Linked DNA regions of Gossypium hirsutum: region 2 is linked to region 1. A link is a contact called in public Hi-C data. All regions are on one chromosome and are shown on one strand. The core of a region is the stretch at or near the end of the contact, and the rest is flanking DNA. Distances in the headings are between cores, read along the strand shown.

Region 1 (6,186 bases), core at 693-3,192:
TTTCTTGATCTAAATATAATAATTTTATTCAATTAATCAATTTAATAACATAAAACATTTAAATTCACATATTTGACCCTTAATCTTTATTTTGCACATTTACCTTAGACTTTTACCTTTTATTCAATTTAGCCCCTAAACCTAAAACTTTCAAATCTATCACAATTACACCAACTTCATGCTAGCCAAATGTTCCCTTATACCATTGCAACCCATATTTATTAAAATTTCACAAGAATTTCATGCCCAATTTAATATTTTATCAATTTAGTCCTTTAACTTAAAACTAACCAAAGTCACTTTACAAAATAGTCCTATTTAACTATCAAGCTTAATGATATAAAAACAAACTTCAAAAACATCACAAATTCATCCATGGCATAATTCTAAACATTGAACAATTTTACGAATCAGTCTCCGGGTTAGCTAGATTAAGCTACAACGATGTCAAAAACATAAAAATCATGAAAAACAGGTTGAAAAACACTTACATGCACCCAATTAGAGCTTGGTCAAAACTTAAGAACTCAACAATGGTGTTTTTCTCCTCTTACAATCGGTGGTGATCAAAAATAAAGATGACGGCATGTTTTTTTATCTTTTGCTTTTGGTTTATTTATTATATTACCATTTTAACCTTGGTTATTTAATCAAATTTCACACAAAACCTATCACCTAACTTTCCACTATACTTCAATTTGGTAGATTTACCATTTTAATCCCTTAATTCATGGTTTTATAACTATATAATATAATTTAACTTAGAGAAATTAACTTCTGCGACTTTTATGATTTAGTCTTTTCTTACTTATAGAAATTAACTTGGCAAACATTATGATATTGTAAGGATTATTTCTTTGTTTGCTTCTTTGTAATTCTTTGAAACAGTTTATATCTTAATATTTTGGTAGAAATTTTAAGAGAGTTGTAAGGTTAAACCTTATCCTCAAAGGTTGTACAAATTAGTGAATTTGGGAGAATCCTTAGTTGTGGAAAGTTAAGGTAGTGGAGTAGGCAATTGGGGTTGAACCACACTAAATTGTTGTGTTCTTTATTTTATCTTTTCTTTCTAGCTTTCCTAAATTTTTAAAAGTTAATTCACCCCCCTCTTGGTGATTTTGGTTTGATCAATTGAGCAAACACAAAGTTATAAGTAAAATTTGACTCTGAATTTTCAAGTCAACTTTTGACTCAAAATTTGTGCGTACAGTAGTTCCTACTTAAGGTTTTTAAATATATATATATGGAGATATCTAAATTTGGTAATTTGTATTTATTTATTTATTTGTTTGACTTAATTGGTACCTAAATTTGAAATAATTCAACTTGGTACTTTTCTTTAGATACATGACTAATACCATTAAAATACGCTGACATAGTGCTGACGACCGATAGCATAATGAAATATAATAGCCTTATATTTTTTGACACATGGCAAAAAAATAAAAAAAATTATTAAAATAATTTTTCACAAGTCAAAATGTAAAACTACCATATTTCACCATGCTATTATTAGTCAACACTGTGTCAAGTAGGTCCAAAAAAAAGTTTAGGTACCAATTATATATAAGTTGTCAAATTCAAGTACCCTTGTATATCTTAACCTTTTTTTCATCACCCAAATTTTAAAATGATCACTTAATTAATCAAATTTGTTTTTTTGTTTATTTCCGTTTAAGTATCGTTAAATGTTTAACAAAAAGGTGAGATGACAATTCAAAAATTTGTATAATAAATTAAGCCCTCAAATATTATATATTATATCAATTTAATTATAATTTTAAAAAAATCTTCAACATTTATATATTATTTAAATTTTATCGTAATTCTAAAAAATTAAAAAGTTGAATAAATAAACATAAATGGTTGTCAAGGGCTTAGTTAAGAGCTACCTAGAGGTTTGAGGGGAGAGGGGAGGGTGGGGGAGGGTTTGATTTTCCGCTTGCTACTAAATACGTTCAAGACAAGTGTTGGCCCCCTCTAGGTATTAAACCTGCCCTACATTATTATTATGTTTTGTAATAAAGGCAATGTTTTTAATGTCAGTGAAGATGGTACTTTGAGTCCTGCATCTGCATACAGATCCCAAATCTCCGATTTATTATAAAGTTGCCGCCTTATCATTCATGTCTTTTCACATCGTTGTTGTAGCTAGGCTGGCCTAAATCGACGGGCCTGGCCTAAGTTGGGAAGTTCTTGTTTTGTCCAAGTCCAAATTCCATGACTAGAAACGTGGATGAAGCATAGCGGGACGGATTTTGTCAAATTTATTGCTATTTTTATAGTTGGTATGTCTTGTTTTATTGTGGGTGATTCAACATTATTATTTTTATGAATGTTAGATTCATTTATTTGTTTTTTTCTAATTATTTTTAATATATTCAATTCGGTTAAGGAGTGAAAGGGAAAAAGGAATCCATGATTTTTCTATAATTTACTATTTTAATAGTTTTATATAGAAAGTTAAGTGTTGCTTTTATAAAACGGGATGGGTAGGCAATTATTATAACTTTTCAATACTTATTGTCTAAAAAAATCATTTATCTTACTTCGTATTTACTTTTTAAAAAATAAAAATTTGTTTCATTCAAAGTTAAATCATTCATAATCCATTAAGATTTATAAATAAAATGATAAAGAATTTGTGTTTAATTTTTTAATTAGCATGAATATTAGATTTGATCTGCAGACAATCCCTACTCTTACTTCTTATAAAAAAAATATTATATATACTTATTGTTTGAATGCGTTAAAGCGCATTATACTCTTATTTATACGTTAGGGAGGGGTTATGGGTAATTCTAGTTATTGTGTTAAAAAAACAGATATGATCAGAACTTATAATAATATTGTTAAAATATATTTATTAAAATTTTATTAATTTAAATCTGATACTTCATGCATGAAAACTAAGATAATCAATATGTACGGGCAAGATTGAAGACATGCATCTGCATGTAGTGATGTACATCATCAAACAAGTCCACTTTAATGTCGACAGTACCGAAAGAAATATACTCATGCATGGACATTCATGCATGTAAACATACATATATCAACATGATCAGTGCATTGAAAATCTTCATGTAGACGTCGATTTTTTCTAGTTTTTGTGTAATGATCACTGTATTGGTGGGGTCGAAAGAGTTAATAATTTCCATCTTCCCTTGACCATATGATGATGGGAAAGAATGGAAATAGACAATGCACATGAAAGCTTTTTTTATTTTCTTTATTTATATTTTTCGTAAAAGTTATGGATGACCTAACTCTTAATAATTTCAATATGTCTTTGATAAGATTACGACATCACTGGGTCAACAAATTTAGCCTTATTTAACACTTTAATAACCAAAATCAGGATCAGTTTTACATATATTTATAAACTAATAACTTAAGTAGGGATGAAGTTAAAATCTTTTTTTAAGGTCTAAATTTTATAATAGTAAAAATACAATTTTATTATTTTAATAGTCCATATATTTATAATTTTTAAAAGATTTTATAATTTTTATCATTTTTAAGAGATAAAGTGTAATTTTATTTTTACTAATTTAAAATTTTAAATAGCCTAAATAAAAAAAATCTCATTTTAAGGACCAAGGCCCCTACGATCCCCTAACTAGGCCCCTGAACTTATGTTTATTTAAGCCTTTCATATGTATTTTTTTTTATTTTGAAAGCGTATTATTTATTTAGTTTTTAATACTATTATATACAAATTTCAAGTTAAAAATAAGATATAAAAAATAAGCAAATAAAAGAAATTTTATTTATGAAAATTAGTTACAATTTCTAGGATCAGTAAAAGAAATTTTTTTTTAAATTTTTCTTTAGTGGAGTTTTGATCTAAAGGTTGTTTAGACTAAATCTTGGATAAATTTAGTCTATTTTAAGGATTATTGAAACTTGATCTTGAAAATGGATTTAGTGAGATGTTTGCTTGAGAATTTGATTTGATTTGGTGTGTGTGTCTTTGAGATTTGATATTGAATTAATGGAGTCCACTTTAAGAGTTATCGAGACTCAAGAAAATGAGTTCGAATCCAAGCGTCTTCTATACTTAATATTGGATGATAACTCTACTTAAAAGGACTTTTTAGGTTTTTGAACTTTTAAACTTTTGATAAGTTGTGTATGAATGGATGCTTATTTAAGTTGTGTAAAAGAAATCAATTAATGTAACTTTTCTTAATTGGTAAGGTATAGAAGACTTTTCCGAGTAAGGTATAAACCCATTTTCCTTTTGGTTATAAATTTAGTTGATGTATTTTAATTCGGTTAATTTTAGTATTTATATTTTTTAAAGGTCAATTATAGTCTTGACTTCAAATGGTAGAAGTTAAACCCATTTCTCTAAATTCCTCTATTAGTCATGTAGTTTGTATAAAGCTGTATATTTGATCCATTCTTAGTTCTTATCATTTTCGAATTTTGAAATTTCAATCCTGATACAAATAATATCTGTTAAATCAATTAGTTTGATTTGTGTGTATTATGTGAAAATAGCAAGTTGACATAATATTACACATGTGATAATATAAATGACGAAAATGATAGAACTTTATTTAATGAATTTAACAACTACTATTTTGACAAGATTAAAAATTTAAAATTAATTTATGCATAGTTTGAGGACTGATAGGCCAATTTGACCTTTCATTTTCTTTCCACACACGTTTTTGCCCACAACGTCACGTCAAATTGACTGATAACTTTAAAAAATTGAAGTGTTTCTAGGATTTTTATAAAAAAAATTAATATTAAGTAGTGAATTTTATGTGATACCTTTTTAAATACGAAACTTTAAAAATCTTGTTTTTATATGTTTAATTAGAATAATAATGATTCAATTATTAGAAAAAATGAAAGCCGTCTTATTAATATTGTTGGTGTTGTAATAATTTAAAAATGGTGGATCTGAAGATCCTTAAATGTGTAATATACTCTATTTTAATTAGTGGTGGTTTGAGAGGTTATTTAGTAAAAGAATATCACTTTTAAAATTTAATTAGTAAATTAGTTTTTTTTAATTTAAGAAAATAATTTAATTTTGGAGAAAGAAATAGAAAACGTATTTAGCAAGACCCGTTTTCGTGTAATGGCAACTTTTTGTAATGATAAAAAATTTTTAATAGTTAATTTCCAATCTTTTACGAAAAAAAATTTCTAACGACTAATTTATTTGCTATATATATACAACTCATTTTCTTTCTTTTGCATTTAAATCATTTTCTCTCAATTCTCTTAATCATGTTCATCTATTCTCTCAACTATTTTATTCTTAATTTTTCATTTAATTTTTCTCAAATTCTTCTTGTCTTAATTTTATATTTTGTAATTTCTTTGATTTTATTTTATTTTTATAATTTTAGAAATTTCAATGCCTCTTATTCTTTTAGATGACACACATTTTCGGCGTCCAATTATTAATGGTAAGAAAATATTATTTTTTATATTTTAATTAATATAATTATTAAGTTGTTAACATTATTAATTTTATAAATTTTTATGATTATATAATCAGACCGAATATCTGATTATTGAGACGTATATACACAATTTAAGTGCGAGGGCACCGCGTGTTATTGAACAACACTTGCAAGAGGCTGGCATCTTGCATGTGTCTTGTATGCTCGGTGGGACTAAATTGAAGTCTGCATTTATCAACGCTTTGGTGGAAAAATGGAGACTCAAGACACACACATTCCATCTTCCGTGTGGTGAGTGTACAATTACACTCGAGGATATAACATTATAACTTGGTTTACTGGTTGATAGGGCAGTCGTTACGGGGGTAGTGGGTGTTGGAGATTAGAGTGCAATTTGCGACCAACTATTAGACAAGGTGTTAGACAAGTTTATTGGTATTCGGATAGAGATGAAATGGTTAGAAGATAATTTCTCATATATTGACAACTCCGCTAGTGTCGTTGAAAGACAACAATATGTGCAAGCATTCATACTAAGGTTAATCAGGGGTATTCTAATGCCAAATAAATCTCAAAATCTGTTAAATTTAAAATGGCTCCTACAACTAGTCAACATAAAAGAAGCGGGGCGACTTAGGCTTATTAAATTAATAAATCCATGAGACTTATTTGTACTTTAATTCTTCTTTGTTCTTTAGTATTCATGCATATTCTGTTTTAATTACAATTGCTCAGGCTTATTGAATGTCTGTCT
Region 2 (6,570 bases), core at 2,247-4,746, 37 kb before region 1:
AATATTGGGCCGTAGGCATGATCTGAATTTATAAGCCCATCAAATATTTGAGTTCATAATAATAGGTTAGAATCGAATTTATCATTTAATAAGAAAATAATATTTTTATTTAAATCTAATTATAAATTGATATTAAGTGATCTGCAAGACAACATTTCAGTTTATATTGTGAAACCCCCTTCACAATAAACTCCATAATCTTACTATTTTTAGATCTCTATGAGATTGTCCAAACTTGTGTCCATATCTCACCCTCGCTCTTTATTACTGTCGAAACCATTTTTATTTTGAAAAACGGGGTCGACTTGAATTTTGAAAAAAAATGAAAATGGGAGTCGCCACCGATCCTTTTTATTTAGGTGTGATCGGTTCACCTCAAAAAGTGGTTATTTTTAATAAGCGATTTGACTTTATTAAAACAACGATTTTGGTCCACGAAATTCAGAAAAACAAGTTCGGGAGTCGGTTACGTACAAGGAAGGATTAGCACCCTCGTAACGCCCAAAAATTGGTACCTAGTTATTAATTAATGTCTCAATGTCGAAAATTGAAAACTTTGAATAGATTTAAAATACGATCTTTTGTTTTTTTTAAAAAAAACTTATATAAAACAAGTTACTCGATAAGGCCCTCTCATTTTGAAAAGAGAAAATGTCACACCCAATGAGTTAGGGCATGATATTTCACTTCCTCAAAAACGAGCTTGTTCAAAAAAACTCGTGCAATAAAATTTAAAAGGATATTCAATTGTTTAAGTCAGATGAAGAAATCGCAGCGCAATACGTTAGGGCACAATTTCTCAAAATTCTAAACATTGAATATTACCTTTATTATTTTTAGAAAAAAAAATCATCATATCGAGAAAACAACATGTCATATCCAATGCGTTAGGACACAACGTATTGAATTCTCGATAATGAGCTTTTTATTTATATTTTGATTAAAGAGCATTCTCGATTATTCAGATTCAACGAAAGAGTTGGAACCAAATACGTTAGGGCTCAATCCTCTCGAAGATTCCAAATACCGAGTATTGCCTTTATTTTTCAAAATTTTCTCTTTATACGAATTTGGGTAAAAATTATATAATGGAGTAACAATTGTGATAATGTAAATATAAATAGCATGATCAAGAACAATAACAACAACAATAATAATAATAATAATGAAAAGATAAATAAAAAAACAAATCAATCATGTATACACAATATCAAGTAAATAAATAAAACCGAAGCATTTAAAGAATATAATAATGATAATAATGGTCATGTGAATAAATAAATAAATAAACATCAAGTAAAGCAATAATAATAACAAAGAAAATAGATAAAAATTATAAAATATAAAAATATATATGTATATATAAGAAAAATATATATGTATGTGAATTATAAAAAAAATAAAAAATAAAAATAAATATACATATTTTAATATGTAATATATATATATAAGTATGTATATAAAATTATGAAACATAGAAAATATATAAAAGTATGTGTATATATATTTATAAAAATTAAAAAATGTGCACGTATATGTATATATTATAAAACATATGTATGTATACATACATATATATAACAAAATTTGAAATTTAAAGGCATAAAAAAATAAATAATAATGATACAAGATTAATGATTGCACATAATAGTATTAACAATATTAAAATAATTAATTTAATAATAAAAAACTAAAATAACAAATAGAGGATTAAATAACATCAATAATCAAAGACCAATAAATTTAAAATAAAAAAATATAAGGCAAAATAAAATGTAAAAAAATTTGAAAATAATGAATTTGAAAATGAATAATAAGGGAAAAAGAGAATTGAAATCAACAATATACAAATCAATAAATAAATTATACACAAATCAACAAAATAAGAACAAGCCACAAAAAATAAGAACGCAAAATAGAGAAAAATTTGAGTGAATACTCTTAATAATTATTATTACTCCCAACTCAAGTCCTTTATAATGAAGGGAGATGCATCTCTTTATAGTTGAGCCTCCCCAAATCCAACGGTACAGATCAATTACTTCAACGGCTAAGATTAAAGGGCATCTACAAATTAAATCTCTAATATTACAAAATCATATCTTCTAAAATTGCATATATCATATCTAAGATTGCATATCATATCTAAGATTGCATATCCTTAAAGATTATGTTTCCATAAGCTTGTAGATGAACCTTCAACCTTTTCAAGTAGTGGGCCATTCCGATCGGGCCAAATGATATAATTTTGTATTGGACTTGGACTTTATTTTATTATTTTGGGTTTATTATTTTTTTGTGAGCTCGAGCTAAATTGACCTATTACAATTACCATGTTCCTTTCTGTTAGCCCATACTTTGTTTTTGTTGAGCAGTTGATGTGGTAAGAGTAAGTTTTCCATTACTATTTCAGTGTGCCAAAAAATGCTGTCAAAATTTATGGTTGAAGGTTAAAATGTCCTTTTGTATGTAATGGTGGAAAGTTAAAAATTAATTAATTATATGTTAAAAAAGTTCTTAAGAAAATGTAAAAAATCAATTAAGCCTCTATATTAAACTCACACCTAATTAAGCCCTTGTTATTAATTAAAATAATCAATTAAGTCCTTCCGTTAATGATTTTCATCATTAATCACGTTGACCACTAAAATAAAAAGACAAACCAATTAGATGGTTGCACGTGACAACTTCTAGTTTAATTTAATATTTTTTATAAAAGATAAAAATATTAAAATTTATAAAAGAAATTATAAGAAATTATACAGTTAATAAAACTTATTTAAAATATTTAAAATTTAAAACAACATAATAGAATTCTTAAAAATAAAAAAAAAGATATAAAAAAATTATTAAATTAATATAAACTTATAAACATTATAAAAAAAGTAAGAAAAACTTGAACTGAACCGATTAGCCTGAAATCAATAAGGATATCAGCCAGAGGAAAGCCATTTGACTTGTTGACTTGAGAATTGGGTGGTTGAATCGATTTTTTATTTTTTTCATATTTTTATCAAACCAAAATTTTATTATCCAACTATTAGCATATGTCGGGATGAAATATTCTACCCAAAGTTTTACAACTGAACCAATAATCGAACCAATCAAGCCATCAGTTTGTCAATTCAACTGGTTCAACCAGTTCAATTAAATAAATATTAAAAATCAATTGAAATTAACTGTTTTCAATGAAATATTATAGACTAATTTAGACAAAAAAAAATTCAAGTCTAATGTAGAAATAATTGCAAAATTCAGAGAGGGAAACCAAAAATAATTATTAAGTTGAGACCCAAAAATGTTTGGCGGGAGCTAAACTAGCTTTTGAGTTTTTATATATTGAGTGAACCAACTTATTTTGTTGAGTTTGGGGTTTAGACGCATTAAGTTGTGACGTAGCAATTGAATGAACGAATGTGGGTCCAATAGGCAAGAATATTGGAGGGCATTAAATTATGGGAAATGGAAAGAAGCTAGGCATTTCCAGTAATGTCTCAAACAAATGTGGGGAGCAGGTGGACGGCTGAGATTAGGTTTTTCCGTATCAAATAAACCCTTACCACGTGTAGGTAAACAACCCACTTGAATTTAGATATAGACTTTTGAATCGCCACGTATATATAGAGTAAACTACAATGTGGTTATACATTATGAAATTTTTTGAACCAATTAGAGTGTTTGTGTCATAATCATATATTTTTAATTAATTAAAATATAATTATTAAAAATTTATATTATTATTAATTTAAAATAAAATAATTAAGTGATAATACAAATGATTATTTTATTTTTAATTAATTAAATAAATAAAAGAATTTAAATTTTTTAGAACAATTAAATGGAGGAATTAAGATATGCAAAAACTTTGTTTATTCAAATAATTGACACTATAAATAGGGGTCACTCAAGCCATTTTATAGAGAGACACAAGTTCAAGAAGCTGAAAAAATCTTTGCAGAATTTTTTAAAGAAGCCAAAGAGCTTGAAGAAATTCTAAAGAATGTCGCCTTCTTATCAAATTCAACCGTGGAAAGGAAGCCAAGAGTCATTTCTAAAGAAAGTCGCCTTTCGATCCAAATCAACTGAAGAAAAGAGGTCTAAACTCGCTTCAAGAGTAAGTCGCCACGACACTTGAAACACTTGCTCTTGAAGCAATCCACATCTATCCAATACCAAGTCTAGACAACCCATGGATTGAAGTCAAACTGAAGAGAAGAATCAAATGATATTTTTCTTTGTATTTAATAAATTTCTAGAGATTGTAACTTTCTTTCAAAGTTATCAATAAAATTTGACTCTGAATTTTCAAGTCAACTTTTGACTCGAAATTTGTGCGTACAAATTTCTAGCACGTTTGGTGGGACCGTCTCTTCCTTTCATCTCTTCTATCGAAAATTCAAAGTTCAAAGTGGCAATGGCCTCAAAGAAGATCGTCATCAGCAAGTCCGTTTAAACTAATCTTGCAACCCGTTCGCCTTTATTATCAAGCACCAGTGTCCATGTCTATCCTTATGGCACCAGGCAAAAAAACGAAAGTTCTTTTAGAGTCATTCGACCAAACTTCCTCGATGCTCAATGACAATCCACTTTTTGATTCTTCTTTAACAACTCATGACTCAGAAGAAGTATCTCGCCATGGATCAATTGTAACCCGTCTCTTATCATTCAAGGGGAAAAACGTCCAATCAAGTCACCATACCATTCCAACATCTCCCCCAAAGTCTAACTCCGGAGTGATGAATGTCATGAAAATTAACACAAAATCCTTGGAAAAACAAGTGGCATAGAGAGTATTGCTACAAGCCTCAAATAAAGGCTCATTGATCTTACTAGGAAGGGGCCAGTCAATGAAGAAGTTCAAAATGAGAATCTACCAAAGGAGCTTGGTGAACTATCCAATGTGCAAGTTACCAAAGATCCTCAATTAACAATCAAGGAAATTGTCATTTCCGATCAACTCAAGGAGCTCATTAAAGAAGTTGTCCAAGATCAAGTTGAATGCATAGCTCAACCTTTATACTCTTCTGTCAAGCCATGCTCCTACAGGATTGATCATCTTAAAATGCCATCAAATTATCAACCTTCTACATTCCAACAGCTTGATGGAAAAGAGAATCCATGCCAACTTGCCGTTCATTTTGTGGAGACTTACAATAACATCAGAACTAATGGTGATCTCATGGTACAGTAATTTGTCCAGTTGCTAAAAGGAAATGCCTTCGACTGATATATTGACCTTGAGCTTGGAACAATTGATAATTGGGAACAACTTGAACATGAATTTCTCAACAGATTCTACAGTACCCATCACATTATCAGAATGATTAAGCCTATTGGCGCACGCTAGCGAAAAGATGAACTAGCCATTGATTACATCCATTGTTAGAGGAGTCTAACACTGAATTGCAAGGAAAGATTGTCGGAATCTTCAGCCCTCGACATATGTATCCAAGGAATGAATTGGGGATTATGTTGCATTCTTCAAGGAATCAAGCCAAAGACCTTTGAAAAGTTGGCCACTAGAACTCATTATATGGAGTTGAGTATGACAATTCCTAAAAACTTAAAACCTCCAATCCAAGATTCAAAAAGGGGTAAAGAGAAGCAACATAATTGTAAAAGGGGAAAGAACATTCCCAGCCTAGGAGAAAGCAAGCAACCTATGGCTATAAACTCTAAGTCTATCAAGGTGTCTTCAAAATCCAAGCAATCTTCTCAATCCTAAGACAAAAACAAAGGGAAAATTGTCGGATCTAGTTCCTTAAGTATAGTATATTCATTTTGCATACTTGTATATTAATTTTGCATACTTGTATTTTTTGAACAAATTGGTTTAATAATAACATTCATTAATTACATTAACACCATTTGTATATAGTCTTTGATGTTTTGGCACGCAAAGTGAAATGGAAGTAGATATTAGCTCATTGGTTATCTAACATTTAACTAATACTAGGCAGTATTATGTGGCTAGATTGTAATACAGAAAGACAACTTGTATTAGTAGATGAACCTAAACATATTATTAGTCTAACAAAAAATGAGTAAACCGATTCAAAGACTAATATGTTGTCCACCAAGTCCAATTAGAGAAATGTGATTGACCGGACTTACAGTACATCGGACCGAACCCAAGTAGAGTAGATCTTAGATCCGTTTATGGATTTATTCACTTGTGACATTCATAGTGTGACATACATTAATCCTGAGTGGGTGGTGGAGTATGTATGCATGACTCATATACTTTGATGTAAATAAAAGCCTGAGTTCATATAGATAAGGAATCGAAAGCTGGTGCGTTGGGTATACAACTTCTACAGTATGCAGTATCATTCACAATAGTGGAATTTATAACTCCAACTAATGGGTAAATGATATGCTCTTATCAACATTACATGATAGAAGAACAACAAACGTGGCCATGGGTCATTTGTTTTTTTTTTGTGATAAATGACTTAATTACTATTTGATAATAATTTACTTTTCATGAAAAAAGATATAATGGTTATTGTGAGATAAAATAGGATCATAATAAAATAATAGATTAATCTCGAAAAGATTAAGGATATC

Evidence for each region. Hi-C and Micro-C count contacts between places; a contact is called where the count stands out from the background.
Region 2: a Hi-C map of leaf shows a contact between it and region 1, with 2.0 times the contacts expected there. The contact joins two enhancer-like sites. A contact is called at or near these places in 5 of 34 Hi-C or Micro-C datasets (anther, fibers and leaf).

The regions. Positions count from the first base shown.
Region 1 is chrD04:9,885,372-9,891,557 of Gossypium_hirsutum_v2.1, reverse strand. No RefSeq gene overlaps it. Among protein-coding and RNA genes, the nearest start is that of LOC107926062, 15 kb to the right of the region's middle. Within about 2 kb of position 1,942, at least 4 of the 9 cell types and tissues checked have an H3K27ac peak or open chromatin away from gene starts, as enhancers often do. A contact at or near this core is called in leaf, where this site is marked.
Region 2 is chrD04:9,923,072-9,929,641 of Gossypium_hirsutum_v2.1, reverse strand. No RefSeq gene overlaps it. Among protein-coding and RNA genes, the nearest start is that of LOC107925977, 16 kb to the left of the region's middle. Within about 2 kb of position 3,496, at least 4 of the 9 cell types and tissues checked have an H3K27ac peak or open chromatin away from gene starts, as enhancers often do. A contact at or near this core is called in leaf, where this site is marked.